Linked DNA regions of Mus musculus: all the other regions are linked to region 1. The links are chromatin contacts, called in public HiChIP or PLAC-seq and promoter capture Hi-C maps. All regions are on one chromosome and are shown on one strand. The core of a region is the stretch at or near the end of the contact, and the rest is flanking DNA. Distances in the headings are between cores, read along the strand shown. Region 1 holds the start of Shox2 (short stature homeobox 2). Region 2 holds the start of Mlf1 (myeloid leukemia factor 1). Region 3 has its middle 130 kb from the start of Gm35236. Region 4 has its middle 110 kb from the start of Gm35236.

Region 1 (5,983 bases), core at 3,409-5,908:
AGGATTGACGTCGTGATGACCAAGGCGGCCTATTATTATTTTTTCTCTGTCCACTTTACTGCTCTGTTTTTTCCCCCTGATCCTATTACAAGATGCGGGGAAGCCCCATAAGAATTGTGCATAGTTCCTTACAGATGGTGGTCTCTCCGCCCAGAGACCCAGGGAGTATCTGTTACAGCGATACTTTGTAACAGCTGCAGATGTTCTAGCCTAAAACTGCTCCATGTGTTCAAACAAATAATGACCATCATTTTCTCCCAATTTTATTATTTGAGCGGAAATACAATCTGAAACGTTTAAATTTGTTCCCTATAAAGCTGGAAGGATATGTATGTGTGTTTATAATTCCTCCTTTAGATTATCCTCAACCCCACCAATAATGAAAAAAGCTGCAGTTCTGACCCCAAGTGATATTCTGAAGGCCAGGCTTTGCAAACATCAATAATACGATGTGTATGTTGTTTTAAAATGGAGTTTTCATGGGTTCAGGTTCTTTGCGTTGGTTAAGTGGAGGAACAAAGGGTGGGCAAACATATTCTATGCCCTCTGTTTCTCGCTCAGTTAGAGACCGATCCGCTAGCAGTACACTGTAAATTTTTGCACTTAACAGATGCTAATTTTCTTTATAGTCTGTACATCCATAAACCTAATTGGTATATCCGTTTGGCAAACCTAGACCCTCAACGAAACCCAACTCCAGAGAGCAAAATACTCGTTGTAACTTTTAAGGCTTCAGAGATAAAACGTTTTCTATGGCATTTTTTTTAAGGCTTATAAAAGTAGGCCCATTAGGATTAAACCACATTAAAGACAGCGAGGGGCTAGGGGGGTGTGGTTAATAGAAACTCTGGGAGCAAGCCCAGCACAGCTTTCTTTTTCAGCGAACATATGTTGGCTTAGGAGTGAAAGGGGCTACGGGATCAAAACCCATTTTAGAAAATAAGATCTTTAGAAAAGATGTCCCCCCCCTTTTTTTTTCATCTCACACCAGACACCTGCAGCTTCCCCGCAAACATTAGGTATAGCACTCTGACTTTCAGGACCCAGCCTCCACCTCCTCGCAATGGGGGTACCTGTACTCGGGCCTCAGAGAGCCCCAGTCGCTGGCTCAATTCCTCGCGCATGAAAGCGTCTGGATAGTGGGTCTCATCGAAAAGCCTCTCCAGCTCGTTGAGTTGTTCCAGGGTAAAATTGGTCCGACTTCGCCTCTGCTTGATTTTGGTCTGGCCTTCGTCCTCCATCCCTTTCGCATCGTCTTTGCGATCCTTCAGTTCAGGGGACACTGAAGAGGGCACCACGGAAGGACCACACGTGCGTCGGAGCACGCACCACCACACACACACACACACACACACACACACACGAACAAAAAAAAAAAAAAAAAGCAAGACAGTCTCATTACCAGATTTTTCCAGAAGGCTAGAGACTCCTAAACCCTGGGAGCGCGGGATCCCTGTGAAGACCTGGAGAGAGGATGGGGTCTCTGAGACCCGCAAAGTCTCGTCTGTATAGCTGCCTGGGGACAAGGTGGGCACGCGGCTACCCAACTCAACTGGGGTCTTAGCTTACCCTCTCACTACCTGTTCCCTTCCCTTCTGTCAACACCAAATGCATTCCTGACCCTATGGCACTCACTGACCCACGCACTCACGGAAATCAAAAGCGCTGCGCGGGCCTCTCCCAGAGCCCGGTCTCGGTTAAAGGGCGCGGCAAGGCCACGCGATGGCCTCGCACGCCAGCTATCCCCAGAGGGCTGTTCCGCTGTCCCGCCAGCCTCTGCTGCCTCTGGCCCTTTGCCTCCCGCAAACTTGCTGGTCTAATTTAGGAACAACTGGGCCCGCTGAAAGGTTGCAGCAGGAAAACGAGATTCTGGTACAGCGCTGCGCCGAAAGCCACGTCCCCGGGTACCCAAGGGCTCGGACCAGACCCCTACGGATGGTTCCATCAGCAACTAGGCAGTCCCTGTGCTCCCTGCCAGACTCGGGTCGGATTGGCACAGGCAACCACGCCATGTTGGCGGCCTGGATGACTGGCCGCCCACGCTGGGCCAGAAGGGTAGAGGCGGCAAATCAGACAGACTCTGGTGGTCAGCAAAACCCACCGCTGCATCTGTCCTCTCCTTCTCCCTCCCCGGTGGAAACCAAGGATCGACCCTAAAGGCTTAAACCCACTGAGATCAACAGGTTCAAGCAGAACATTCCTCGGTTTCTATTGGCTGTTCAAAACCTTTTCATGCATCCAGCCGCTCGGATGTTTAATAAAATATGCATTTTCCCCCTCACATTCGTTGCTACTTTGCTGTCCTTCCATGTAAAAGATAGGAGCTCTGGCAGTGTGAGCAAATAGAGCCACACGAGGGGTGGTATATATGTATGTCAAAAGGCAATGATGAGGACAGTCAAAGTCAGGCCCATATCAATACAAGGTCCACCCAACCTTCATCCTCTGCATGATTTGGAGATGGATGTCCACTGTCAAAGCTAAGTTTAGATAGTAGAGGCTGTTTTTGATTCCTCCCAACCCAGGAACCGGATCAACACAGAGGGGAAAAAATTAAGTCGAAAGAGCCAAGCTACAAAGAAATTAACACTTGCCCAGAGCTTGGAAATCAACAACCCCAGCAACTGGCTCACCCAGGCTTGCCAGGGCTATGTAACCCGAGTCTCAGAGCTATGAACCTTGAAGGGTTACTCTGGGGGCCCCTTTATCATTTTACCCTATCACGTTCTAAATTTAGGGGAACACGGCCGGCCGGGATCTCGGTGAAGGCAAAGCGCCCCATCTTGCCCCAGCTTGGCATTCTATACAGTAACCTTATTTATTGCCTGTATTTCTGCTTCTCAGAGTTCATTTTGTGGACGTTTGTTCTTCCTCCGGGAAGGAAGTAGATAAGGTCACAGCAAACATTAGGGGTCAATTTAATAGAAAACATTACTAGGACAATCTCACTAACATCTTAGTAAAATTTAAACAGGAACATATATTCTTCAGATGGGAAGGTGGACTGGCTTTGTCTGTTGTCACCCCCAGAGTGGATTCCCCTCAAAGTTTAGGGGCTTCAAAGGAAAACAAATCCAAATTTCAAGTTGATTAATAGACTTAATATAATGTCTCTTTCGCCCCCAACTTTCCACTTAATGGCCTAAACAGGAACAGACCGTGTTATAAACAAGTTAATTGCTTGCTTAAATTTGTGATTCTACGCATGCCACATATTTTCTTAATTGGAAAAATATGGCAGCACACCAGTTACTGCAGTACCGAGTGCCAAATTAATTTTTAACTTTGAGTTGATGGACGCTTCACCGGTTAGATAAAGCCTTTTTCTAACACTGCTCTCTCCAAAAGTCTCTCTCTCTCTCTCTCTCTCTCTCTCTCTCTCTCTCTCTCTCTCTCTCTCTCCATCTCTTTCTCTCTCTCTCCTAAAGTACTGCACGATTCTAGCCAGTAAAGAAATTGTGTATGTAGTGTCCTCGTCGTCGTCCCCCACCCTCTACTCCTCAATTCCTCCACCGAGAGGGAATCACCTTGGCCTGGACCTTTGGCTGGCTCCTACCTTAACTGTTCAGTAAGAATGTGAAGTTTGGTCCCCAAGATCCGGAGATTTGGGGGCTTTGCAGAGTTACAGTGGTTTTGATGGCAAATCTAAAGAAGGGCAATGTCGTGTGGCTCTCCTCTTTCTCTCCCCTCCCCTTCTCTCCTTTAGGCTTAGGAAAGGGGTTCTGGCAAACTCGGGACTACGGGCTAGTTACAACCGGCCTCCTAGTGAGCCCCTGCCGCACCCCTTCTCGCCGCGGGCCACACAAACTTCGCCGTCCCGCAGCGCGGCCCCATCCTCCCGCTCGCGAAAAACATATTTCGGTGCAACCGGAGCGACAGAGAAGGGTGCGCGAAACCCCACGCCCTCCCCCACGCGAGGACCCCACCCACGACGGAGCAGTCTGGCCTCCTACCCCTCCACTATCCCGGTATCTCCCAAAGCTGGGGTCCAGGGCCCTCTGCGATGCCGCCCTCCTCCCGCTCGGGTCCCGGGTCCTCTCCCGCCCCGAGGATAAGGGAAGGCAGTAAGGGGAACCGCGGCCGGGGGCAGGCCGTTACCCTCCGTCAGCCGCGGGCTGCCGGGCTCCCTGCTCCGCTCCGCGGCTCCCATGTCCAGCTCCCGGACGGGAGAGCGCCCTCCTCCAGCTCCTCCGCCTGCTCCTCCTCCTCCAGCACCTCCTCCGCCTCCTCCGCCTCCGCCTCCGCCTCCTCCCGCGCCGCCGCCTCCGCCGGCCGCCCGGACTGCCGGGCTGCTGCGGTCGTCGCGGCCCGGCTCGACGCAACCGGGCTCTTTGGCCCCGCGCAGCGGCCCGCTCTCTAGCACCTCCCGGTACGTGATGGCCTCCTTCTTCTCCTTCACTTTCTGGTCAAAAGACTTGGAGACGAACGCCGTAAGTTCTTCCATCGCGGCCGCTGCCGCCGCCGGTCAACCTCGCGCTCAAGCTCTCCCTGCCGAGCCCCGCTCTTTTTTTCCTCCTTCTTTTTTTACTGCTCCAGCCCCCCCAATAATAACACATCAATGGGGCAGGGGGATGGGGGAGGAGAGGGAGGAGGAGGAAGAAGAAAAAGAGGAGAAGAAAGAAGAGGAGAAGTAGAAGGAGAAAAAGAAGTAAGAGGAGGAGGAGGACGAGGAGGAGGAGGAGGAAGGAGGGGGTAAAGGGGGAGAGGGGGGAGGAGGGAAGGGGCGGGGGCCGCCAGAGGGAAATGGGAACTGATGCTTCCCTGCCGGAGTGCGCGTGTTCAATGTTAAGATCTTTGACAATTCTTCCTGCGGAGAGTTCAGATCTGATAGCGACGCAGCTCTTGAAGTCTCACTATTTATACTTCCTAAAGGCGGGCCTCTTGTTCTGAGTAAATTACCTCCCCTCGCAACTCCTAGTGAACCCCTTCGCGGGTAGCAGGAGCGCCACTACCTGGGGTGGGGAGGAGAGGGAGTGGGGACGAGAGAGAGAGAGAGAGAGAGAGAGAGAGAGAGAGAGAGAGAGAGAGAGAGAGAGAGAGAGAGAGAGAATATGAATATGAATATTGAGGATGGAGGATCCAGGCTGGAGTCCACCGGGCTGGAGAGGGAGGGCAAGCAGGGGACCAGAGGGGGCGGGGAGAGGAGGCAGGTCCTCAGCGGTCGGGTTTTCTGATAGCCTCGGCCGCTGGTGCTCTTGGCCATTAATCCAGGATTGACAAGAATCCCTAATTAATTTAATTAAGCGTGGATTTTGCGTTGGTGTCACGACTTAGTAAAACACTGGGGAACTGGATAGACTTCTCGGAGGCGGGGCCAAGAGGAAACTGACAAGTGCATTGCAATCAGAGTCAGTGGGTATCCTCAGAGAGTACCCGACCCTACAGCCTCGCTCTGGGTGGGCATCCCAACTGCTCGACCCTACAATGATGACCCCTGGTCTCTGGCCCAGTATCGGGCTCTCTATGGTTAATAGGCCTAGCAACCATTCCAGTATTCCGTTCCTGCACCCTTTCTTGCTCCAAGCCGCTGCAGCTGCACAGCGGTGCATCCGGTCTTCACGCGCCTGCTGCGAATGGGGCTTCATTGCAGCACCTCGGAAGGCTTCACCTCCTTTTAGGATCTTCCGAACGCGCAGCCAGCCTCACTGAGTACTGGTCCCTGTAATTCACTCTACTACTTTGGAGTCAAAGCTGACTCCCATAAAGACACATCCCGCTAGAAGGGGTTGGTCGATTTAACTTGTTTCCTGAGCAGCTGTTCTCTGCCAGATTCGGTCTTAAGGTATTTTCTTACAGCCCGGTCAGGCGCAGTTCCATTTCGATTTTCTCTATGAGGTCTAAGGGTTCTTACTCCTTTTCCTAACAACTCCCTGCACCCTGCCCTTAATTATTTAGCATCTTGGGGGGCATTCTAGTTCGATTTCCTAATTCTGAAAAACAAAAGATGACTACTTTTTGAGTTCTGCGGAAAAAATTACCGATG
Region 2 (6,194 bases), core at 3,517-6,016, 390 kb after region 1:
CATGTGAATGCCAGATTTTAACATGTATACACACATGTGTGGGTGCATGTTCTAATTAGAAGGGAAGGGGAAATGAAAGGGAAAAAGAAAAGGAAAGGAAGGAGACATGCATACACACGCACACACGCACAGTAGATATCATACAGCTCTGAGCTTTGCATGGCCTTCCAGTGACTGGCAGAAAATAATCTCATTATTGTGACTAGTAAAGGCATCAAAACACATTGTAAAGGAATGAGGACATCCAAGTCTTCAGTATTTTCCAACAGATTCCCTTGGTCATCTTGCCAATGGGGCCCCTAGTTTGGATTCTCTCCAACCGCAGCAAGGATTTAAAAATAACTCTCCAAGTAGCCCTTTAGATAACCTGAATTAAAACAACTCCTGAGAACAGATGACCTCAGTATTTTTCTGAAGAAATTTTTCTACTTTTCCATCGTTTTACATTCCATAGTTCTATTTCCTTTTTTAATTTAAAGTGTTCCTTCTTAACTATGTTAGTGCAAAACACAGAGCTCACCTCCAGGGGGATAAGAAGTACCTTCCAGACCTCACCTCCAGGGGGATAAGAAGTACCTTCCAGAGCTCACCTCCAGGGGGATAAGAAGTACCTTCCATGAATAACTGCAACAACAGAGATTCAGGCTGCCATGGATCAGGTGTCCCGCTATGAAAGCTACTGAAGGAGGCTTTATTAAATATAGAAAAGGCCACAAATCAGGCATGTACCTAATACCATAAGTAAACACGTTGTAGCCAAGCGGAGAAGTTTGCTATGGCTTTCAGATGCTATCAGATTGCTTTCTTGGCTATTGGCTTGATGGAAGCTGGTCATTAAAGACATTTCAATGTATTGATAGTCAAAAGGAAGCAGAGTTGGGCAATAAATAAATTATAATCAATGGTTATTAAATAATGGTTATTAAGGGGATTAAAAAGAACCCAAGATAACTTGGCTCTCTGCAACAGTCTTGTCACCAAGTTTAATCAACCATTTGAGCTTGTAGAATCCTGAACATGGATAGCTTTGGTCCTTTGTTTCTGGAAGCTTCAGTTTACATCTAGAGGCACAAATTATTGACAAACTTATTGAGCCAAATCAATAGGAAAACACTTCACTTCATGAATTGCCTTGAGAAAAAAATTTTCAGAATCTCAATGAGAATAAAAACCTAAGAATAATAATAGAATGTTGATTTTTAAAACATACAAGCATAGCCTTATTTTTGAAAGCCAAATTGAGGACTAATCTAAAACTCTTTTGATGATAGATTGGTAGCTTTATATGCAGTAAGAAAGACTAAAGTGCCACTACATAGTCCATCAGGGGTGGGTTCAAGAAAGAAACAAATCTCAGAATATTACTTACTCTGAGAGGTGTGGCTAGAAAGTAGCATGAGGAAATCCTCTGGGTCATTAGAAATGCTTGCATCGCTGTAACTTGGTGGTGTTCACATATACCAACTACTCCATGGTCTGTGTCTCCCTCCAGGGTTGTCACATGACAAATTGTATCTCATCCTCAGAACATACCTGTCCTAATTTCATTCTGTTCCTGTGATAAAGACCATGGCCAACAGCAATTTGTGGAATGGAGTTTGTTTCAGTTTATGCTGCCAGGTAACAGGTGGTACCTGAGGAAGTCACGGAATAAACTCAAGGCAGGAACCTGGAAGCAGGAACTGAAGCAAAGGTCATGGAGGAGTGCTGGTTGCTGCTTTTACTCACTTTCTGGCTTGCTTTTTCACTTGCTTTTTTCTTATATGGTTCAGGTTCAGATGCCTATGGTTGGTGCTGGCCACAGTGGGCTAGGCTATCTCACATCTATCATCAACCAAAGCAATTCCTCCAAGACCTGGTCACAGGATAATCTAAATGAACCAATACTTCAACTCATGTTCCCTTTTCCCAAATGACTCTGGCTTGTTTCAAGTTGACAGTAAAACTCACCAGGACAATATTGATGTATTGCAGATATATAGTCTATAATGAGACGAGGGTACAAAGTCATTGGGGGCACTGAAATCCACAGTAATGAAGATGTTTATAACAGATTAAGCCTCAGGAGTCTGGAGAACTATAATAAAGTATAATTCCAGCATTCAAAAGCCTACTGATGACTGACTTCTTGGGCACTTGAGAGAGTAGAAATTTACTGAAAGTTATAAGGTGCTGTAACTGAGGTTTTATAGAATCTTTGACATATGGGCTAATGTACATCCAATAGGCCAGAGAGTTTTGTATCCTAAATGATTAAAATACTGTCTGAGATGTAATCAATCCTTCTTAAGTATCTGGTGAGCTAATGGGTATGAATTCCACTGGCCTTTTGAACTATTATTAATTATTAGTAGAGTTGCAGAATTGGCTTGAATTTCATGCTTTGCCTCTGGAAGTCTTTCCTTGACTTTGTCAGTGTTCTTCTAAAAGAAACATAAGCAACAGTGTGGCTAGAGACCACATGTGTGAATATGTAACCTACCACACAAATGTACTAGTAGTTTTCCTTTTAAATGTCACAGGGAGGCAAAGTAGGAAGGTGGAGATAATGTAAGCCTTGCATCAGGACAGACTTCAGTTTAAAGTGAACCATCATTTCTCTGGGCATCAGTGCTTTCATATATAATAAAGGATAAACATCTTAGCCCAGGTGAGGTGGGAAGGTTTAACTGAGAACACGTATTTGAAAGCTCTTAGGGCAGTGTTTGGAACATAAGAAATACGTGAGAACTATTATCCTAATAAATAAAACTTATGATTTTACTCTCTGAAGGTGAATTTCAATTGATGTGATTTCAGGTAACTTTGCACTGGCCTGGAAAGTTCAAGAAGATATCTGTTTCCTCCCTCTAACATTGTGCTCAAACTCACTTTCTCCGTAACAACTATGTGGCCTCCCCTATTTATAACTGCACACTCCCATGCCTTCTCTCAAGTTTTCAGTGAGCAGGTACCTACCATTTCATTCCTAACCTGCCCTCGCACGTTGCAAATGACAGGAGGGCTTCACAAATCAGTTATTATAATTGTGTCTGCAGCCAGTGCCAGGGCTCTGTCCTCTTAGCCAGCTCAACACCTCAAATGCTTCTTTAGTGGGGTGTTTATCCTCTCCTGACCGCACCCCTTCTTTTCTTTCCATTTAAAACTGGTGTTATGGGCTTTTCAGTTCCAATTCTTTTTCTTCCACCACCTTTAAAAAAGGCATTACACAGAATGTCTGCACTGCTTGCATGTACTGTGGGTGAGCCCCTACCAGGCTGTCTTTGGACTAAATGTTTCATGTTTGTTTTAACTGTGTGGTTCTGAGAGAAGTTCCATGCAACAAGATGGAACTCTTTCTCACAAGTTTCCTTATTTTGCCTCAATGCAAAAGTGCTTTAATATGACTGTTTGTCATGCTACTGCCTGTGTTCATTTTATAGTCTCTTTAACATTTGCCTTGTGCCAAACAGAAACTAATTTCGGGTGTTGTACAGACAGTTTTGCCATGGAGTTATTTTGCAAGTCCTCTGACCCATGCATGCTCTCTGAGCAGCGTGTTGAGGCCAGAGGAAGATTAAAATAGCCTATTTATTTCCTGGAAGGGCCGTGTCATTTTAGATTGTAAAGTTGGCCCTGCCTCAAGCCAGTCCTCTGGGGAGCAGGAGGACCAGAGAAACCTGGTGATTTGGGGGTGGGGGTGGGGGTGCGTTTCAAAGGATTACATTTCCAGCTCCCAAAAATAACCCTGAGTACTTCTGCCACTTCCAAATCAAGTCCTGGTCACTTCTTCCCAGTGGCAGCATGCCATATGTCTCCCACAGGGCCCCAAGGAGCCATGAACACCCCTCCACCTCCCCAAGGGAACTCGCTGGAGAGTGTGGGGTCAGGTGAATTGAGGGGGTGTGTGCAAGTTGCTTCTTCTTCCTTCCGTGTCATTTCCCTCCTCTTTCTCCTTCTCTCCTGCCTCCAGTTCTTGGAAGGCCTATATAATACTTTTCAAACCCTAACAATTGAATAAAACTTTCATGTTGCCGACTTCCCACCAATCTTACCGATACTATTTCTTGAAGATCAGTTAAAATGTTTGGGCTATCGTTGAGGTACTGGACTGCTTTAAGGTGAAAACCATCTTCCTTACTACAAATAGAAGGTTCCTTTATACTGTAATGGAAATAATTGAAATAGAATTTTAGCTAGATATGGCTGCTTGCTACAAATTTTGTGCCCAAATTCTGCTTGTTAAGAACGTTGGGAAGGTGATAAAGATTTGATCTAATCCTTGAAATGGAGCAATTTTCATTTTGCTTTTTTTTTCTTTTTCTCTTTCTTTCTTTTGTGTATTTGATCCTATGTCTAGATGTTATTTGTGTATTGGGAGACACTGCTTTGAGTTTTAGAATTACAGAAAACTGTATTTGTTTTGTTTTTGAAATCTCATAGGCTGCATCTTGTTTCCTTCAAGAAGTGAATACAAACACTTGTCTATTGTTCTCAAAACCTTTTTTCATTATTTGACCAGCTACCAGAGAATTGTCGGGATTAAGGGCGATTTGGCCAAGGTGATTCAGAACTTGTCTAATGTTTTGGTTCCTGAGGCTCCTGAGAGACCAAGTTGTCTCTCAGGAGCCTCGCGGATGGGGCCTCCAGACAAACTTCACGCCGCCAGTGTGTTTACAGAGGTTGCCATAGCAGCCGAGCGATGTCCTTCCCCCTTCTCCGCCTCACCTTAGTGACGTCATAAGGTCATGACCAATAGGAAAACGGCCTGCGTCAAGCCCCGCCCTAGTCGCGGGCGCGGCGATTGCCGCCGGCAGACGCGCGAAGCAAGCGGGAAGCAGGCTGGTGGCGGCGCAGAGAGCTGCGCCCATTTCCATCCGCGCCCGCCGCCCGCCGCAGGATCACGATGTTCCGGATGCTGAGCAGCAGCTTTGAGGATGACCCCTTCTTCGCGTGAGTGTCCCAGCCGCGCTCGCCGGAAAAGGCGAGGGGACTGCGCCCCGCAAATTGTCGTGGGGGGGGGGGGGACACGCCCGGCGGGAGGCGCGAAGAAATGGGTTTGAGGAGAAACGGAGTGAGGAAAAGTGGTCGTGAGGAGAAGTGTGTGAGAAGTGGGGGTGAGGAGAAATGAGGGAAAGAAGAGGCTATAAGGTGTAATAGGGATGAGGAGAAATGTGAGAAGTGGCTGAGGAGAAATGCGGGTGAGGAGAATGGGGGACGTAAGAAGTGGGCACAGGAGCTGAAGGACTGGAGTCATTAGGATATAGGGTGTGAGGAGAGGATTTGAGGATATTTGGCATGGAGAGATGGAGGACATGACACGAGAGAGGGTGAGCTGAGCAGGATGGGGGTGAGGAGGATTTAGAAGCCTGAGGTGAGGAGAGGGTTTGCTGGTGGGAGCCGAGGACTAGGATCCTGAGCTATGGTTCAAGGTGCAGGCTGCTGACTATTTGGGGCGACTTGGTGTGTGGGTGGCCTCGAATCTGAAACCCTCCTGTGCAGCAGCAGGGCTTATAACTGGTGATCATAACTGCCATATTAGTGGAACTTCTGATCAGAAAAAGTCCCTTGAACTTCACATAGGGGTGGAAGTGCTTTCTAGGGTGACAGTTCCTTGACTTGAGAAACTGTGGAGGGGGGTGTGTTTTTTATTTTGTTTTGCTTGAGAGAGGACTCCGATGTAAACCTTACTGGCCTGGAACTCGGTGTAGATCAGGCTGACCTCACAGAAGTCCACCTGTTGCAGCCGCTGCCACTGCCGCCATCATCTCCTCCTCCTCCCCCTCCTCCTCCCCCTCCTCCTCCCCCTCCTCCTCCCCCTCCTCCTCCTCCTCCTCCTCCTCCTCCTCCTCCTCCTCCTCCTCCTCCTCCTCCTTCTTTCTGGAATTAGAGGTTGTGTGCTAAGTTATTTAAAACAAGTTTTCATATAGTGAAGGCTGTCACCTTGACAGCACTACTAAGTAGGAGAGTTGAGCTGGCTGCTTCGAAGTGGTTGGACGTTGCCATGGGACACTGTTTGTTTTCTTTACCTGCCTCCAGCAGAACTGGCCTTGCTTGGGAAGGGGCTTCTCATTTTATCAATGCAATAATGGGGCAGGCAGGGGTAAAAGAAAGAGTGTGCAATGAACACCTCTGGTAACAAGGAATGGTGAGTGATTCACAGTGACATAAATGAGGCCTTGGGAAGAAGACATTTAAAACTAAGTTTCACTATT
Region 3 (6,258 bases), core at 3,420-5,919, 440 kb before region 1:
TTAAAGGGATCAGAGGAGAAGACAACACTGCGTAGACTAGATAGGTTTTGTTATTGTTTCTTCCTTCCTTCCGTTCTTTTTTCTTTCTTCCTTTCTTTTTTTCTTCCTTCCTTTCTTCCTTTCTTTCCTTCTTTTTTTCTTTCTTTTTTTGTTTTTTTTTTTTTTTTTTTTTTTTTTTTTTGAGACAGGGTTTCTCTGTATAGCCCTGGCTGTCCTGGAACTCACTTTGTAGACCAGGCTGGCCTCGAACTCAGAAATCCTCCTGCCTCTGCCTCCCAAGTGCTGGTATTAAAGGCGTGCGCCACCATGCCAGGCTTGGTTTTGTTTTGTTTTGTTTTTATTTCTGAGATAGGGATGTATTGTGTAGATCTAGCTGACCTGTGACTCACTACGTAGACCAGGCTAGCCTTGAACACATAGAGATCTGCCTACCTCTGCCACCCAAGTGTTGGGATTGAATATGTTCATCATCCATGCCTACATTCTGGACATCTTCTCTTTGAAATAACTAGCTAGTGTAGTATTATATGTGTACATTGGTATATACCATTCCCCAACTGCTAGAAGTTGTGACTACTCCAGCCTGGATCAGTGTTTTAAGAATTATCTGAGCCAAAAGAAGTATCTTTCCTTCATATTTCTGAGGAGGTCATACTTTCCTATTCTCAAGACTCATTGCCAATGACCAAATGACTCATAGGTATAAAAGAAATAAGGTTGGCCCATTTATCTGAGGGGCCATTACTACTCCAGAACCTTCAACGAGGTCAAGACGAGGCTCGATGAAGACATAGGTCTTTGACATTTCTGCATATTTTATAAGCCAGAAGCAACAGCTTCCTCAGTGGTGTTCTCCCAAGGATGTTTTTATAATGAACACTCTTGTAAGGGAAAGGTGCCTACTTCCTAAACAAAGGGCAGGTTTTGTGATCAGCTACCATAAATCTAAATCTAAGAACAATAAGATTTCTTTTATGGGAACTTTAGGCCGTTTACTGCCTGTTATATAAAAAAATTTCATGTTCCCCAGGTTCAGGTGCTTTCCATTGCTCCAGGGGAACTCATTTGCCCTTTCTGCATTAGCCTACAGGAACAGAACTTCAGAGAACTAGCACAAGAATCAGATCCTCTTGCTGTCTCAGGATGTTCATGAACCTGCGAGGGAAACCTGTGAATCCTTCCTAGTTCTTTTTTTTTTTTTTTTTTTTTTTTTTTTTTTTTTTTGGGGACTCTAATTAAGGAAGTGAAAGATCTGTATGATAAAAAATTCAAGTCCCTGAAGAAAGAAATTAAAGAAGATCTCAGAAGATGGAAAGATCTCCCATGCTCATGGATTGGCAGGATCAACATTGTAAAAATGGCTATCTTGCCAAAAGCAATCTACAGATTCAATGCAATCCCCATCAAAATTCCAACTCAATTCTTCAACGAATTAGAAAGAGCAATCTGCAAATTCATTTGGAATAACAAAAAACCTAGGATAGCAAAAGCTCTTCTCAAGGATAAAAGTACCTCTGGTGGAATCACCATGCCTGACCTAAAGCTTTACTATAGAGCAATTGTGATAAAAACTGCATGGTACTGGTATAGTGACAGACAAGTAGACCAATGGAATAGAATTGAAGACCCAGAAATGAACCCACACACCTATGGTCACTTGATCTTCGACAAGGGAGCTAAAACCATCCAGGGGAAAAAAGACAGAATTTTCAACAAATGGTGCTGGCACAACTGGTTGTTATCATGTAGAAGAATGCGAATCGCCCCATTCCTCTCTCCTTGTACTAAGGTCAAATCTAAGTGGATCAAGGAACTCCACATAAAACCAGAGACACTGAAATTTATAGAGGAGAAAGTGGGGAAACGTCTCGAAGATATGGGCACAGGGAAAAAATTCCTGAATAGAACAGCAATGGCTTGTGCTTTAAGATCGAGGATTGATAAATGGGACCTCATGAAACTGCAAAGCTTCTGCAAGGCAAAAGACACCATCAATAAGACAAAAAGACCACCAACAGATTGGGAAAGGATCTTTACCTATCTTAAATCAGGTAGGGGACTAATATTCAATATATATATATAAAGAACTCAAGAGGGTGGACTCCAGAAAATCAAATAGCCCCCTTAAAAGATGGGGCTCAGAGCTGAACAAAGAATTCTCATCCTTCCTAGTTCTTCACAGTATCTCCTGCCTTTATTCTCATGTGTTTCATTTAATACTGCTCCATCAGCAACTCACTGGCATAAACATCTCCATTCCATATACCTGTGGTCCCGTTCGAATCCAAGCACAGAAAAACAAACCATTGTATGTTTTATCTCAAGGAAACCTGTACCCCAGCAGTGCACATGTACATCATGTGAGATGTGTGTTATTCTGCATATAAAATATACTTTAGGACAGGGTCTTAATATATAGTGAGACCAGCCTAAAAGTTGCTATATTCATTTTTTTTCTATTGCTGTGATAATTACCAAAAACAACTTGAGGAAGAAAGGTTTTATCTGGGTTTATATTTCCACATCATAGTGGATCATGGAGGGAAATCAGGGCAGGAGCTCAAGGCAGGAACATGGAGACAGGAACCAAAACAGAGGTGTTCCTGCTTAGTGCTTCCCCTCAGGCTCAAGTTCAGCTTTCTTATCCCTTCAAGGACCAGGATATACCTTTCTTATCCCTCCCAGTGTAACACCAGCCACAGGGGGTGGACCTTCCCACATCAATCATTAATCAAGAAAAGGCCCACACATTTGCCTACAGGCCAGTCTGGCTTAGATAATTCCTCCGTTGATCTTCTGTCTTCCCAGATGAGTCTACCTTGTGTTATGTTTGCAAAAACCTAACCAGCACACTCACAATGTGGTCCAAGATATCCTCAAACCTTTAATCCTCCTGCCTCAGTTTCTGAGATTCTAGAAACATGCCATCATACCTGGCTTATTTCTAGGATTTAAAAAAAAATAGTCTCAATAAACACAAACAACAACAACAAAACATAACTTCTCTTAGCTTTCTAAATAAACACAAGCCATTAGAAACTTTTTAAATGAGTCCTTGTGGATAGAGCGTGGAGCATAAACTGGAATAAAAAAAGGCTGGACAGAATTCTATTATTAAGAAAAGAAATAAGAAATGATAACTGGAGTTCAAATTATAGATAATAAAACCCGACCTGAGGCAGAAATGTGTCAACAGAGATAAAGGCTCAGATTCATAAGATATTGAGATGGTGGGATGCAGGCACGATATACAAAACACTTCACAGTGAGACCTGCACAGCTCCCCACTGATCAGAGGGATGCTGGCTATGCTCAAGCAGAGCTGACACCTACAAACAGGATCTCTGGTTGTAGTAGGATGGATAGGGCTTGATAGACAGTCAAACTCAGTGGGTAAAAAGTAAACTGAGCTCTCCAACAGAACAGAGGTACCTTCAACGGCACAATGTTTTTATTTGCATAATCACAATTATTTGTGTGAGCTTGAATGACTTCCAAATCTATGCAACGCCTCTGAAAAAATCAGAGAATTATCTGAATATCCTTGTCTACACGCGCAATTTAGAAAGAGTGTATTTTTCACTTAAAATATTTTCAAAATCACACCAATTAGAAACCATAAAGAAAGGAATGTAGACCAATAAAGGAAGGCAGCTTGACGGATGATGTATCACTTTTAATCACACGGCACATGCAGCTGCCAAGTGTGATTTTTTTTTTCTGTTGAAGAACACTTTACAAATCATTTGACTTATTTACAGATCTTTCTGAGGTAGCAGGAAAGCAGCTGGATTTTATGGAGCAAGACTCTGAATTGCTAATTCACAATCCTTCGACACACTTCCCCGGTGAATGCAAACAACTTAGAACTAACTCTCCTTCCATGATTAAGAACCTCTGGCTTTCCATCTTCCCTTCCCTGTAATTACCAATATTTAAGGCAGAAAGTGTGTTTTCTGTTCATTAATGGTAATACTACCTAGGCAGACCAGTCAGTTTAGCCCATGATCTTGCATTGCTGCAGAAACCAAATTACCCTCTCTACCAGGACAAAATCAATTAACACCACCAGGGATGTCATTATCGTCACATTATGTCACTTGATAGTCTCTGGAGCCTATAAGTGATTTAAATTTTTTTTTACAGCTATAATTCTAGTGTGCTTGTGTGGCATGGGGGTGGCAGGCTTCACGTTGACAAGGGAGACTTCTTTTATAGGGGAATTAATTTTACAACATTTCAGAAAACTGCAAGCCACCATTTTAGGTCTTTGAGAGAAAAATGTTTATCCACTAGGATAGCTCTGAAGCCTAAATGATTTGCCACCACCGAAGGGTATTTTAAAGGTCTTTTTAAACAAAAGCCAACTTGGCTGGATCCAGGAGACTTTCCTCCGTGACGAGTAGTAAGTCAGGGGCTGGAAGTCAATCAGACTACAGTAAGCAGCACAGAGATTGCAAGCCCAAGGCTCTGGAGTTACGGTTCCTCGTATAACAAAATAGTTTCCCGTCACTAAAGTAATAGAATTCTAGTTTTTATGAAGCTAAGCACCGAGTGCATTAGAACAGGGGCTGAAGTGCTGAGTCCAACAGAGGCCGACCACACTCGATAAGGTGGGGATCCGTGCTGGAAAATCTGAGGGCATTTTATAGTGGACGGTCCAGCAGTTTGAACCCTCGGAAATGAACATCTCGTGTTCTGTGAACTGGCTGCTTTGGTGGCCGGACCCTTGGAAGGAACATCTGACATCATTTTCTTCTGACAGTTGTCTTTTTCCTCTTCCATCCCCTTAACTCCTTGTCACTACCAGAGAATATTAATGGGATCTGAATTTAGAGTTGTAGCTGCTATTAAAAAGGAATAAAAAAAATTCCCAACTAAATTAAGCACAATGTTTTAAAATGGCTGGTTTCCTTTTAAAAAAGTAGACCCAACTTCTGTATTTTGGCCTCCATCAGGGGGTATTTAATTAAGTCTATTCTGTCTAACATGATCTGATGTCATTGTACAAGGATATGTTCTTTGTTAGCAGCACTCTTAGTTTCAGACTCCTCTGTGTATTTGAAACCATGGTAACAGAGCAGTAAGCTAAAGCCAATGAGATAATGAGATATTCTCATTGTAATTGTGTTTCATGAGGGCACCAGATCCCACGGGTGGTATCTGACTGTCTTACAACTGCTAACAGAATTTAAGAAGCAAGCATATATTAGCATGGAACTGTTTTCCATAACAGCCATGTAAACATTTGTGACATGGCATTTTTAGTTGTTTCCAGCACATAAAAGTGTGTAATGTGCATTTATGTCACAAAAAGCCATACAATTAATGAATATCAATATTTAAAAATCCTTAGAACTTCAAGGAACTTCAGATTGTAAATGCACCAAGCAGGCTGGAGGGATGCTGTTTTGCATTATAATTATGAGCTGGGCTATGGTTTATGAGGGGAGGAATCCATCAAAGCAAAGAAAACGAGCAGCTAGCCCTTCACCTCCCAAACACTCCGACTGAACCTCCTAAAGAAGAAGCAAGGCTAGCCCTAAGTGAGACTCCCTATGCTTTTAGGAAGAAAGCCACACTGTGGGTTTGTAAAACAAAACCTTTAAAAGAGAAAAGGGAAACATTTGGGGAATAATACCAAAATATTTACAAGCTCCTTCTGAACACCTCACTTTTGCTTGCTTCCTTCCTCCTCCATGGCCGTTTGAAGTTTGCCCACCATTTGCATTTGAGTTGCAGATTTTATGCAGGAGTCACGGAATCCATGTTTTCCATCCTGATGAGGTTGCCCTAACAGGCATTGGATCTTTTAATAAATAATTTAAGACTGAAAAAGAGACAGTGCAATATAGGACGACTGTCTGATTAAGCAGAGCTAAGATTCGTGCACTCTGGTGTCACGAGGCTTCCCACCAGCAGCACTGCTTTAGACAAGAGCTGACCTGAGAATGCGTCATAGTCAGCTTTGGGAGGCCATTGGCCCAGGGGACAAAGGTGATCTTGTACACTGAACTTGATGGCTGAGGATTTTGTTTGCTTTTTACTTCACAGACAAAGGATGTCACTCGCTCCTTTTAAGAATTTGCTGGTGTCATTTCTAAAATGATTTGGCATATGGAACTAAACCAGTGTCAATATCAAATTGACAGAGAAAACCATTCAAGTGCTACAGTTGTGCACGTGTGTAAGGTCTTTTAATACATGGATAGTGACACATTTGTGTCACTTAAGGATTTGTAGCTCTTTCTTTGTGTG
Region 4 (5,660 bases), core at 70-2,569, 480 kb before region 1:
CAATCCATTCCAGGTTTGCCCTCTTAGATCTTGAGTTTTTAAACCGTAAGTACACACACACAAAAAAAATCCTATGTGTATGTTTTACAGAAGCTAAAGATTCTCTTAAATCTGCTATTCTTCCTTCGGTAGAAACAAAAGAATAGTTTAATGCAGTGAGTTATAATGACACCGATTAGACTGTTTAAATATTTAAAAAGCTAACTGGGGAGGAAATAATATACACAAAAGTATCCAAATAGTGGATGTGCCAATAAGTGTCACTTTAAAACAATACCTGAGTCCATGTCACAAATAAGACTACTGGCATGGTTCCAGGTCCTAGCCATTGCTTCATTAACCATCTTTTGGAGACTTGTTCTATTTCTATATTTAGCCTCTGACCTCCTTTTTGGTAAGCCGGCATCACGGTTGCTGTCTTGACAGAATCCTTCAGCTTTCAGCTGTCAGCCTTCATCTTCCAAACTCACACTCTCTTAACCTGATTGCATTAGGCTCAGTGGGAACAAGAAAATGACCTCAGTGGTGCTCATTTTGCTTAGCAGGAAGGAGTCTTGGCTAGAGGAAGAAGGAATGGGGCTGTCATCCTTGATTCCATGGAGAAGCCTGGGAAAGACAGGATGAAACTTGTGACTGTCTCATTTCTTATGCAGAAATCGTTGAACTCTGGCTGTGTCCCTCTCAGCATGAGCTCGGACTTCTCATTTTCTTCATAATTTCACCGGAACTAATTGCTTAAAACATTGCACTTAGAACTGCATGACATTAGAGAACAAAAAAATATGACTGTCAACCAATTTGGGTTTCCTTTACCTCTCTAGACCTTTAGTTTTTAATCCCCAAACATTTCTCTCTGCTAAGTACTGCCTCTCCACTCTGCACAGTGCACCTCCTCTGCCCTTTGGGCACAGACACTATTGAGATACATGTTTAGAAAGTCCTTTGGATGAAAAACCCTATAAAACAAATTATGTCCTCCAATCTGTGGATGCCCTGGGGAACACTGAGGTGTGCAGAACTGCCTGCCCCTTCCCTAAATGGTCCCAGATGACTGTCTGCACTTCCCCAGTTCCTAGGTCTGTTTTCTATTACTCTCTGCCTCCCCTCTACTGCCAAAGTAGTGTGCCTACTTCATTTCCCTCAAATTCTGACCCCCCCAAATGTATCCCCTAAAAAAATCATTTTTCTGTTTGTGGAAGTCAAAAAATAGAATCTTAGCCATCATGATTTACTTTCTGACCCACAAGTTCAAATGGGAAGCCCTCTGGGGTTCTCTAAGACACACTCTAAAGAATCAAAAGAGCACAGCTGTATCGGATACAAAAGACGGTCACTACAGGGATAAAAATAAAAACAAGCTTTTAATGACCATCACAGTCTATGTTTAGTATTTTATTTTGGAAATTGATTTCTATTTCACCCAAAGTCCTATAAACATCCAGTTCATTGGAGGCAGCTCCTCCTGCAGTCATATTTGCTGGACTTTATTGAATTTCCTTTTCTTAATGAGTCATGAGGCCCGAGTTAAATGCTAAGCATCAGTGTTTTTGGAAGGAACGGGTATATTTACTTTCTCTTCAATTAAGGAAAAGCTTGTTGACCTCTGTGCCACTGAGCCTTGTGCTTGCTGATGGCCTGGATTTGCATTTACCAAGCCATTATGCTTAAGTCCCCCACAGTATTGAGATAGTGTTTTATATATTTTAGGGAAAGTAAGACCCAGTTTAAGACCCAGTTAGGGGCTCTGCAGTTAAGAGCATTTGCTCCTCTTCTAGAGGACATGAGCTCAGCTCCCAGCACAGATGACAGGTACCCTCTGCTCTAGCCTTGCCTCCACTCTAATGCACACACTCCTGTCCAGATACACACTACAATAATACAGATACGCCTTTAAAAATAGAACCCAGGTACTCCTAGAACATCTTAAAGAAGTATGCAATGCCAGTATTACTGAGCCAGTTTCTAAGATTTGAACCTCAGTACCACGTCATTTTAAAATCTCCTCCCAGCTCCACAATCCTTCACCTACTCTGATGGTATAATGTGAGGATCACTGCTTTCGATGCCTTTGGTTTAGCTCCTTCCAGATACATGGATGTCTCCCCCACACATTGTAATTTGTCTGAATACCTATGTAGATGAAGAACAGCTCACTACTTCCTGCAGCAGCCAGTGGCACCATGGGTCAGTCATGAGATAAGGATTTCCTTGTAAAGAACCTATATCTACCTTCGTGTAATGTACTCTTGATAATTCAAATTCTTTCATTTGAAAACACACTGATAAAGCTCAAACACATCACAGAGCATATGTGTTAAAGTATTTAAATACAGCATCTAAATTCTATTCCCCTGGGGTATCTTACCCACAATAAATTCCTCCATTTCTCATTTCATGCTAACAGCATCTAAGATGCTCATTTTAAATCACATTATCTTTTGAGAGCTCCCTGGCCTACTGAGTCTCTCCATGGAGAGATATCCCCAATACTCACATCTCAGTTCATCTAACAGCATAGCAGCTACAGCCACTCAAACCTCCTCTTTCTCTTTCTCCATTTTTTTTCTCATTCAGTAAATAAATCTCCTTCCCATTGCCAAGACTAAGACCCCAAGCGGTCAGGGTTTCATTCTTGATCTATTCCTTAATTCCTATGCCAAGTTATTACATAAAGCAAACTTATATAATTAGTTTCTTAAGAGACATCATTCATATCATATCCCCAGTGTCTAAATATAGTAGATACTCAGTAGGCATCTGCTGAATTAATATTAAATTAATCATTAGTGCCATTAAATATGTTTCGAATTTCTTGCTGAAACCAGATGTGCTATGAACCCTGCCGCCTCTTGATCATACACGACCAGAGACCCTCTCACACTGTGGAAATGTTGTAAGGGTGATGCAAGCTATTATTCATATACTATTGCTGTACCCTCATGAGCATATCTTTCCTCATCCATGGTCACGTATCATCCTTGGCTATCACATGAATTCAAAGATTGTTAGAGCATTAACAGACCATGGAACTCATGATCTAACTCCCTAGTCCGAAGGTACATGAAACCTAGGCTGCAGATGGTGCTTTCCTTCAGTGTGGTCCTCCTGAAAATAAGAAGGCACATACTCATCCTGAACATTCGTTTTTCTGAGTACCTCTATTGTCATTCTTCATTCCTAAGTCTATTCTCCAAACATACATTGCCCAGCAACTGGCATTTTACTCATGTTTTTTTAGCACTCAAAAAGACCTCAAAAAGATTTTATTAGAAACTTCAACCTTCAAATACTTTAAACTAGGGCAAGATTTAACTCTCTCTACTATGCTATACACTTCCATGAGTAAAAGGCAAAAGTTAAAAATATTGAGGAATATTAATTGTTACCTTCCCACATCCACAGGTGTGCATTGTCTGTCTTACTCTTCTTGCTTGGCACACAGATTTAAGATTTAGCTTTGTGATGCATGGCATGTTTAGAACTACAATGTATGTGTTGTCTAACAAGACAGCTACTAGCTGCATGTAGTCATAGCACACTGGTAATGTCACCAGTCCAAATTAAGATGAGCTATGAGTTTAAAACAGCCAGCCAATTTTGAAGACCTAATAAACTACCTTATTAACAAGTACATACTGGTTATGTTTTGAAATGATATTTGTAAAAGATAGTTGAGTAAAATATATCATTACAGTCAAGGTTTTTGCTTACTGTTTGCGAATGCAGCTACTACAATATTTAAAATTGTATGTGGGAACCTTAAAATTTGTGGGACAATATTTCATTTTTATTATTAGATATTTTCTTTATTTACATTTCAAATGTTATCCCAAAAGTTCCCTATACTCTCTCCCCTCCCTGCTCCCCTACCCACGCACTCCCACTTCTTGGCCCTGGTATTCCCCTGTACATATAAAGGGCATATAAAGTTTGCAAGACCAAGGGGCCTCTCTTCCCAATGATGGCTGACTAGGCCATCTTCTGATACATATGCAGCTAGAGACATGAGCTCTGGAGGGAGGGGGGTATTGGTTAGTTCATATTGTTGTTCCACCTATAGGGTTGCAGACCCCTTCAGCTCCTTGGGTACTGTCTCTAGCTCCTCCATTGGGGGCCCTGTGTTCCATCCTATAGATGACTGTGAGCATCCACTTCTGTATTTGCCAGGCACTGGCATAGCCTCACAAGAGACAGCTATATCAGGGTCCTTTCAGCAAAATCTTGCTGGCATATGCAACAGTGTCTATGTTTAGTGGTTGATTATGGGATGGATCCCCGGGTGGGTAGTCTCTGGATGGTCCATCCTTTCATCTTAGCTCCAAACTTATGGGATAATATTTCTATAGGTCTTAGTCATAAGAATCATCACCTCTTATTCTCTAACTTTCCTTAGTAATATGTTCTTTCATATTTGTGACACACAGGAAGGAAGAGAGAGAAAGAGAGTGACAGAGACAAAGAGAGAGAGAGAGAGACAGAGACAGACAGAGAGAAAACAGAGACAATGCCTCATTAGGCCTAGAGGAAAATTATTTATTTTATTATTTCAAGATGTTTTTATGTAGTACCTTTTAACTTTTTTTTTTAAATTTCAGCAAGAACATTTACTCATTCTCTCTGAAGCTAGGTGATTAGTTACAAAGGAAAACATCTCTCCTGTTCATTCAGATGGCGTGGTTCTAAGCCGGAGTCTGTTTCTCCCTCCCTCACATAGTGATTACTGTTTTGAAATGCACAGTACCCATGTCTTTTCTCAAGATATACACTAGAGCCCAGTCCCATGTCCTTTGAAGCCCTTTCTTGAAAATCTCCAAGCTCCAGCCTTCCTTTGGCAAGTCCAACACCCTTTCAATGACAGTGTGATATCACGATCTAGTTAACATTAAGTTGTAAGTTCCACAAAGCTGGACCCATACGTGTCTAAACACTAGCTGTCTTCACAATACGTTTTCCGTTTATGTTGCCCCCCCCCCACTGCTTTCTGGTAGCGGGTTGCTTGGTATATATACAGAAGACTCATTTTCTTTCTCCCACTCCCTTTCAAATCAGGTGCAGTTTGAAAGAAAAGTATTTTTTTAGTCCAATTTCCTTTGAATAATAATAAGGAGAAATACAGAAAGATATCCCGCTGCTTCCTGCTGAATTATTTCAAGGCTGTTTTAAAGCTGATCTACCTAACTTTAATCGGGTGCAGACAAGAGCTTGATGATCTGTGCATTCTAAAATTTCTCTGCTCCAACACAAACTCACTGCCTGACAAGGAAGCCTGACACTTGGAGGGCTGTACTGTCTGACAAACCAGATTAATAATGAATGAACCCATCTTGTATAATCAGAAAGGGGAGGAATGCTACAAATTAGGAATAAGTATGCTCTTCATTATGGATGGCAGCGGGATGCTGCTTAGGCTATCACTGATGCTCAAATTAGCTGTGGGGCACAGGGACCGCATGCTGCTCTCACTGTTTCTTGCTTCCTCTTGAGAGTTTCCTTCTCAAGGGATTTGTGGAATGAGAAATGCAAACTTGGGAGATACGTTTGCATCTCATGAGATTGGCGACTCCTTCTTATTCATCCAGGGTGTATAGACACTGTAATGGGTTGCATTTCCATGTTAAATTAAGTTAAATTTCTCATAGTTTCCACATAAATTAGATCAA

What was found. Promoter capture Hi-C pulls out the DNA fragments that hold promoters and counts their contacts. HiChIP or PLAC-seq counts read pairs in DNA pulled down with a chosen protein or histone mark. Capture Hi-C pulls out chosen DNA fragments and counts their contacts.
Region 2: a contact with region 1 is called in a promoter capture Hi-C map of adipose tissue. The contact joins the promoter of Mlf1 here to the promoter of Shox2 in region 1. A contact is called at or near these places in 3 of 39 promoter capture datasets (hippocampal neurons and liver), 5 of 115 datasets of contacts at active chromatin or transcription factors (bone marrow-derived macrophages, cardiomyocytes, embryonic stem cells and 1 more) and 3 of 9 other capture datasets (adipose tissue, liver and pancreatic islet).
Region 3: a contact with region 1 is called in an H3K4me3 HiChIP or PLAC-seq map of embryonic basal ganglia, with 3 times the contacts expected there. The contact joins the enhancer-like site here to the promoter of Shox2 in region 1. A contact is called at or near these places in 7 of 39 promoter capture datasets (the 3T3-L1 cell line, cranial neural crest, hippocampal neurons and 4 more), 1 of 15 datasets of contacts at CTCF or cohesin (the NIH/3T3 cell line), 9 of 115 datasets of contacts at active chromatin or transcription factors (astrocytes, craniofacial prominence, embryonic basal ganglia and 6 more) and 2 of 9 other capture datasets (embryonic stem cells and pancreatic islet).
Region 4: a promoter capture Hi-C map of second pharyngeal arch cranial neural crest shows a contact between it and region 1, with 5 times the contacts expected there. The contact joins the enhancer-like site here to the promoter of Shox2 in region 1. A contact is called at or near these places in 9 of 39 promoter capture datasets (the 3T3-L1 cell line, cancer-associated fibroblasts, cranial neural crest and 6 more), 4 of 484 Hi-C or Micro-C datasets (cortical neurons, cranial neural crest, embryonic fibroblasts and 1 more), 10 of 115 datasets of contacts at active chromatin or transcription factors (the NIH/3T3 cell line, astrocytes, craniofacial prominence and 7 more) and 2 of 9 other capture datasets (embryonic stem cells and pancreatic islet).

The regions. Positions count from the first base shown.
Region 1 is chr3:66,977,113-66,983,095 of GRCm38.p6, forward strand. It overlaps Shox2 (short stature homeobox 2), which reads right to left and starts at 4,659. Exons shown (of 5, transcript NM_001302357.1): 1 at 4,099-4,659; 2 at 1,074-1,282. The coding sequence starts at 4,444. It also overlaps a transcript of Rsrc1 not described here.
Region 2 is chr3:67,369,331-67,375,524 of GRCm38.p6, forward strand. Mlf1 (myeloid leukemia factor 1) reads left to right here and starts at 4,767. Exons shown (of 7, transcript NM_010801.3): 1 at 4,767-4,932. The coding sequence starts at 4,886.
Region 3 is chr3:66,532,237-66,538,494 of GRCm38.p6, forward strand. No RefSeq gene overlaps it. Among named protein-coding and RNA genes, the nearest start is that of Gm35236, 130 kb to the left of the region's middle. Within about 2 kb of position 4,670, at least 20 of the 459 cell types and tissues checked have an H3K27ac peak or open chromatin away from gene starts, as enhancers often do. A contact at or near this core is called in embryonic basal ganglia, where this site is marked.
Region 4 is chr3:66,505,307-66,510,966 of GRCm38.p6, forward strand. No RefSeq gene overlaps it. Among named protein-coding and RNA genes, the nearest start is that of Gm35236, 110 kb to the left of the region's middle. Within about 2 kb of position 1,320, at least 11 of the 459 cell types and tissues checked have an H3K27ac peak or open chromatin away from gene starts, as enhancers often do. A contact at or near this core is called in craniofacial prominence, embryonic limb bud, neural stem cells and 1 more, where this site is marked.